2 separate regions of the Sus scrofa genome follow, and region 2 is linked to region 1. The links are chromatin contacts, called in public promoter capture Hi-C maps. All regions are on one chromosome and are shown on one strand. Each heading gives the region's core, a stretch centred on a gene start, on an enhancer-like site or on the middle of the called end of the contact. The rest is flanking DNA. Distances are from core to core; before and after follow the strand shown.

Region 1 (3,264 bases), core at 138-2,637:
GATCTGTGGCTTCAAAAGCCACCTGCGTGTCATTGCTCTCAGCTACTATACAAAAGCCCCACCTCCCAACAACCATCTAGGATAGATAATCCGAAGTTTTATAAGAAAATAGCAAGAAGTCAAAGGAGGAGTGAGAAGGCCAACAAGCTTTCCCTAGGATCAATGCCTGATCTTCCTAGTCGTCTATTCAGGTGCAGAATGAGCCTCCTTGGGCATAAAAAAGCAGCTTGACTCTTCCTTTGAACAGGATGAAAAGTTTAATTCAGGCCTCCGCTGTGCAAAGCATTTTTCAGCCTATTATTGGTACTGAGGATCAATTATGGGTCGTTTGCCACAGAAAATCCGGACTGTTCACTTAAAATGATGTGTCAGATTAAAGATCTCCGTGTCCCTCTTTAATAAAGAAAAATGCGATTAATCAATGTCTGACAACCTTTATCAGGCAGAAGACCGGCCCCCAGGACAAATCCAGTCCAGCCATTCTCAAGAAGGACACCGGGTTTGTCCAAGGTACCAGCTCAGACGAAAAGAAACTCATCTCTAGGGCTTACGCATCAACAGGGAATATGAGCACAAAAATAATCCAATCCTGGTCATTCGCAGCAAGTAACCAACTTCGGGTCACGCGTGCCTCAGTTTCCCGGCTGGCTGCCTCTCCTGTAAGGAATGCCCGCACATCCTATGAGAACTGGGGTCCCGCGTTTCAGTCCCAGCCCTTCTTGGCGTTCGGAGGGGCCCCCTGAACACTCGTGGAGCGAACGGAGGATGAATGGGCTGCACAGGGGATCACGAGGGGCCCCGGTGCCTCCCCCCACCGCCTGCTCTCGCCGGGCGAGGGGCGGGCGCTTGACAAAGTGCCCTCCACCTGACCGCGCCGCGCCCCCTCGGCCTCGGGCCACCCTCGGCTCGGCCCGGCCCCGCTGCGGGGTGCGCGGCGCCTGGCGACCGCCTCACCAACAAATGCGGCTCGGGTTCCCCACCGACTTCAATAATTCACAGCCCCCGAGCTCCCGGGCTGAATAATTGACGGCGGGCCCCGCGCGAGCCCGGCCCGCACCGCCCCGAGCCCGGCCCGCACCTTCTCGCCCTCATCCGGGTTCTTGTCCGGGTGGTACTTCAGCGCCAGCTTCCGATAGGCCTTCTTGATCTCCTCCGGGGAGGCGCTGGGCTTCACCCCCAGGATGTCATAGTACTGGGTCTCCTTCACCATCTTGTCTCTGCGGGGCGGGGCGGGCAGGACGGTCAGTGCGCCCCGAACGCCCCCGTCGGGCCTCTGGCCCGCGCCCCCGCTGCCCGCCCGCGCGTCACGGTCACGGGCGCCGCCGCCCGAACCTCCCGCCCGCCCGCCAGCCCGCGCCGGGCCGACCTCCGCGCCCGGCACCGCCGCACTCGAGCCGCCGCCTCCTCCGCGGCGGGTTTTATTCGGCGCCGGCGGAAGGTTCCACAAGGAGACAGTGACGCCACAAAGACCCAGAAGCTTCGCGGAGGTTCCGGCGGCGCCCGGGGCTGCGGGCTAGCGCGCCGCGGAGAGTACGCGGCAGGGACCCCGACGCCCCAGCTCACCCGGTGTCTTCGGCCCCCTGCTCCTCCGGCCGCCCGTCTGACTCCCCGGAGCTCCAATTCTGGCTGCCGCCGCGGGCCATGTTGGGGGGCTTGGAAGATGGCTTCGGCGTGGAGGGTGCCTTCCGACGACAGTCCCGCCGCCCCGGGGCTGTCCCCTTTCCCTTCCGCGGGTCCGTGGGTCCGGTTGGCTCCAGGAGAGCGCGGCCTGGAGGGTGGCGTCGGCGGGAACCCGGGTGGAGGGGTTGGACTGGGAGGGCTGCGCCCCACGGTCCGCACCCGGCCTCTCCCTGGGGGTGTGGCCGCCCTCTGTTTGGTCATGGTCCCGGTGCGCCCTGAGGCCTATCTCGGATTGTTGCATTTTTGAGGGGTTTGGAGTGGGTTGGGGCCTCTCCCGCTGCGTGGCCACATTTCCTGAGGCCCTGCAGCTACTGGCGCCCCTCAGGGCATCTTCAAGGCTGAGCAGAGCCTAAGCCCTTCCAGATACATGCAGTGGTGCTTTGCTGACCCCAGCTGTGGACGGTGGTCTTACTGCCCACACCTGGGAGCCTCTGAAGTCCCCCAGATGTGAGCAGCGATGTCCCCCAGGTCTCCACAGGGTGGGCAGTGCGCTCTCTTCTCCGAGCCCACACAGTTGGACTAGGCTCATGCACACGCTAGGGGTGGGAGGGCGAGTCCAGTGACTGCAGCAGGACTCTCGTTGCCCAGGAGGGAGGGATAGTAACAGGCCCAGGACTTCCTTCACTGTGCCCAGGTCCCAGTAGTGCCCGGTAGCCAGGATCACTACCCGCTGCAGTTACGTGGGCGTGGAAAGCAGCACTATCAGAGAAGTGCAGGCCTTCTGCTCCAGCCCAGCCTGGGCTTCTGCAGGTGGAACGCTGTCGGAGAGGGCCACTGCTCACCTCTCTGGGATCCTTTGGCTTCGTTTTTGGCCCTGTGGCTGAAGCAGGCACTCTCCCTCTTCCACGTGTTCAGTAGAGGTGAGAAACAACTTTTAACTTACAAGAGAAGTTGCTCGTGGGTATGCTTGGAGGCATTGCTTTTTTTCATCTCAGACTCCTCTGGAGCAGTAACCTTTGGCAGAGAACTCACAGCTAGAGGTCAAGAAGCTTGATTCCATACCCAGCTGTTGTTAACTCTATGAGCCTTATGTCTCTGAGCTGGTTTCCTCATCAGCAAGACATGGTCATTGCCACCTGCCTGCCTTCTTCACAGGGCTCTTGATCACTCTGAAAGCTTCTAGTACAAGAGATCGCAAACCTGGCTGTTTGTAGGAATCACCTGGGAGCTTCTAAAAATCCCTGTGTCCAGGCCGTGCACCAGACCAATGACATCCGAACTTCTGGGGGTGGACCCCAAGCCTCAGTCATTGTAAAACTCCCCGGGTGATTCCAGTGTGCAGCCAGAGGTGAGAACCACTGTCCTGTACCAAGACGTTGATCCAGATTCAATAGTCTGGACCAGTGGCACTGGCACGATGGGCATAAGTGGGCGTTCGGAGCTGAGATACATAGAATGGGACTGTGCATGCTGGAACCAGTGAGACCTAGGCTCCAGTCACAACTTCTGGCTGTCTGACCTTGGGCAGGTGATTTAATCTTTCTGAGCCTTAGGTTGCTCAGAAAGGTTTACCACATAACCTTGTGAAGCACCTGGCACATAGTCTCATCAACGCATTGGTACATTTTGTTCTTTGTATTTTAA
Region 2 (2,966 bases), core at 95-2,594, 130 kb after region 1:
ACCTCTCAGTCCAGCCCCCAGTAGCCCTAGGCCTTACCTTGGGCAGATTGCCTACCACAGTGCCCAGTCACTGCCTGGCCACTTGTCCCCCCATCTGGCTGCACTTCATGCACACAGTTTCATCTGAACCTAATTCATACCCGCCTAGAGGTGGGAGGGGAGGGCTGTGCTTTGGGATGTCAGAGACCCAGACAAGGGGACACAGGGCCGGAGAGGACCGACTAATGGAGGAGGGCCTTCCAGCTGAGACGGTGTCATGCCCTTGAGGGTCCACACAGCATGCAGGGGACGGGGGGGAGCCTTGTGTTCCAGGGCCTCCTGAGCAAGGTGGGAGGCAGAAGGGAGCTGTGCACCTGATCCTCCAGCAAAGAGGGCCGGCTCCCAGATGGAAAGAGGTTGCCCATGGGCCATCCGCAGGGGCTTCCCAGGATGTGTGGGCTTCTGGGAGCCCTTCCAGAGACCCAGCCCTCAGGGCCTGGCTTGGGGTCAGGGGCAGCAAACTGAGCCAGAGTTTCAAGAATGTCAGGAGTGGGGAGCCACATGGGGAGGGGTTAAGAGTGTCTGCTCTGGAGTTCCATCACAGCTCAGTGGTAATGAACCCGACTGGGATCCATGAGGATGCGGGTTCAATCCCTGGCCTCATTTAGTAGGTCATGAATATGGCGTTGCCCTGAGCTGTGGTGTAGGTCTCAGATGCCGCTCGGACCCATTTTGCTATGGCTGTGGTGTAGGCTGGCATCTGCAGCTCTGATTGAACCCCTAGCCTGGGAACTTCCATATGCAGCAGGTGTGGCCCTAAAAAGAAAAAAAAAAAAAAAAAAAAAAAGAAAGAAAGAAAGAAAAAGGGTTTCTGCTCTGGATTTCTGATCCTGGCTTCCAGCCTCGATCCCTGAGACTTCCTAGTTCTGTGGTGTTAGAGAAATCACTCTCAACCTCTTCAGGCCTGTTTGCTGAGCTCTAAACTGGGGTCTCAGTGCATCTGTCTGCAGCATCATGGGGAAGAAATTTAAAGAGCTAAAATGCCTGGCACATACAAAGCACTTAATTCAAGCCTAAAGAGGAAGGAATACGGGTTGCAGGCCCACGGGGGTAGGGGGATGGCAGGGGTGGCAGTGGTGGTGGGAATGGCCAGGACACTGCCTGGTTATTAGCACAGAACTTGACTCCCTCGCAAATCCCACACCCTGTGGGCAGAGCAGACGGTCCCCCGAGGCCCCTGGCCAAAGGGGGTCTCCAGCGTGGGAAGCCGAGGTGCAGGCTGGGCGGCACTGGGCCGCAGGGCGAATGGGGAGCCCAGCTTGCACCCCCTCCACACTATTTCTCTGCTTCCCTCGAAGGCTACATGCACGGTTCTATGAGCTGGCCCCCAACCTCGTCCCGATGGACTACAGGAAGAGCCCATCGTCCATGTGCCCATGAGCCTTATCATCCAGATGCCGGAGCTCCGGGTACGTGAGAGGCCGCTGCTGTGGGGCAGAGAAGGGGAAGCAGCTAGAGAAGGGTGGGCCGAGGGTCTGGGGACTCTGCCCCTCCGCATGGGCCGGGCAGCAGAGGTGCCTTACACTCTTCAGGGCTGCTGGCCTGTGCTCAGCCGCTTGCCCCTTTGCTAAGTGGCCAGCCTGCTGTCCTTGGCAGACCTTGTTTGTGTCTGTGTTTTACGGTAATTCTTCAGCCTCCTCCTTGCATGGCTGTGGCCTCTCACAGGCGGGTCAGCCACAGCTTCCCCTCTCAGACAGAAATCACCCATGGATTTCATCAGGTTCAGGTCTGGGGTAGGGTCCAAGATTCAGTTTTTCTAACAAGCTGATGCTGTTAGTTCTCAGACCACAGATATGTTTGACATGAAAGTTTCATGTCACGAGTTCCTCACCTATAATACACATACAGCGCACTCCAAGCAAGAAAGGGTTTGGGCACTGGGGACACAGCCTACCTTGCTATGGGACTTTGCATATAGCCCCTCTCCAGGCCTCAGGTGTGTGACCCTGGGGTCTGGGTATCCACTTGGGATTCACACAGCATCCACTTGGGGCCTGTTTTCCTGTGTGACCTCAGTCTTGAGGGGCAGGGAGCCGCAGGCTCAGCCCTGGACAAGTGGCCAGCCCAGCTAGAGAGGGGCTTGAGCCCAGGCCCAGAGAATTACTGGAGGGTGAGAGGCACTGGGGAGGGAACCATGGGGTTGTCTCTGAGCCCCCTGTGCTGGCCTGGGCTGGGCACAGGGTGGGGTAGCCCAGTGCTGGCCCAGCTGGGGTGGAGGGCATCAGGAGAGTGGGTCCCGCGTGAGCAGCGATCAGAGCAGGGACTTGTTGGCAGGGCCCCCACCTCCCGGGCTGGTCCAAGAGAATGTATAGGAGCAGGGGGACTGCTGGCCTGGGGGCTGCCTCCTGCTGCCGGTCCCAGCCCAGTTATCTAACCTCTGGGGCCCCGCTTCTGTCTCTTGTGAGCTCAGCCTGAGTTGAGGGCAGCCCAGGCGCTGGGCGGTTGTCTTCTCTTCCAGGTCAGGACGGGAGCATCCCTGTGTTTCCTGGGCAATGGGACGAATCCCTGCTGCTGCCTCAAAGAGGGGCTGCCTCCAGGGGGCGCACCTCAGCTCTGCTGAGCTCTCTGCTCGTCTCAACCATGTAACAGGACAGAACACTGGCAGAGCTCTCACTGGTGTCAGGCCTCCGACCAACAGCTTACATACTCTACCTCGTTCACCCCTCTCACAGCCCCGTTCGGCAGGAGCAGTTATTATCCCCATTTTACAGATGGGCAAGCTGAGGCTCAGCGGGATCAGATGCTGATCCAAGGTCACGTAGGGCATAGCCGTCTGGCCCCAGGATCCTCCCAGTAAACTTACACCCATAGTAATGGCTGTGGTTGTTTTTCAGGAGAATCCCTTCAAGGAAAGGATTGTGGAGGCTTTTTCTGAGGACGGGGAGGGGAACCTCACCTTCAACGACTTCGTGGACATGTTTTCTGTG

The links. Promoter capture Hi-C pulls out the DNA fragments that hold promoters and counts their contacts.
Region 2: a contact with region 1 is called in a promoter capture Hi-C map of liver, with 6 times the contacts expected there. The contact joins the promoter of CIB2 here to the promoter of DNAJA4 in region 1. A contact is called at or near these places in 1 of 5 promoter capture datasets (liver) and 4 of 47 Hi-C or Micro-C datasets (fibroblasts, mesenchymal stem cells, psoas muscle and 1 more).

What each region holds. Positions count from the first base shown.
Region 1 is chr7:47,673,503-47,676,766 of Sscrofa11.1, forward strand. DNAJA4 (DnaJ heat shock protein family (Hsp40) member A4) reads right to left here and starts at 1,388. Exons shown (of 8, transcript NM_214339.1): 1 at 1,367-1,388; 2 at 1,079-1,217. The coding sequence starts at 1,210.
Region 2 is chr7:47,806,462-47,809,427 of Sscrofa11.1, forward strand. CIB2 (calcium and integrin-binding family member 2) reads left to right here and starts at 1,345. Exons shown (of 5, transcript XM_021098837.1): 1 at 1,345-1,393; 2 at 1,396-1,448; 3 at 2,874-2,966. The coding sequence starts at 1,381.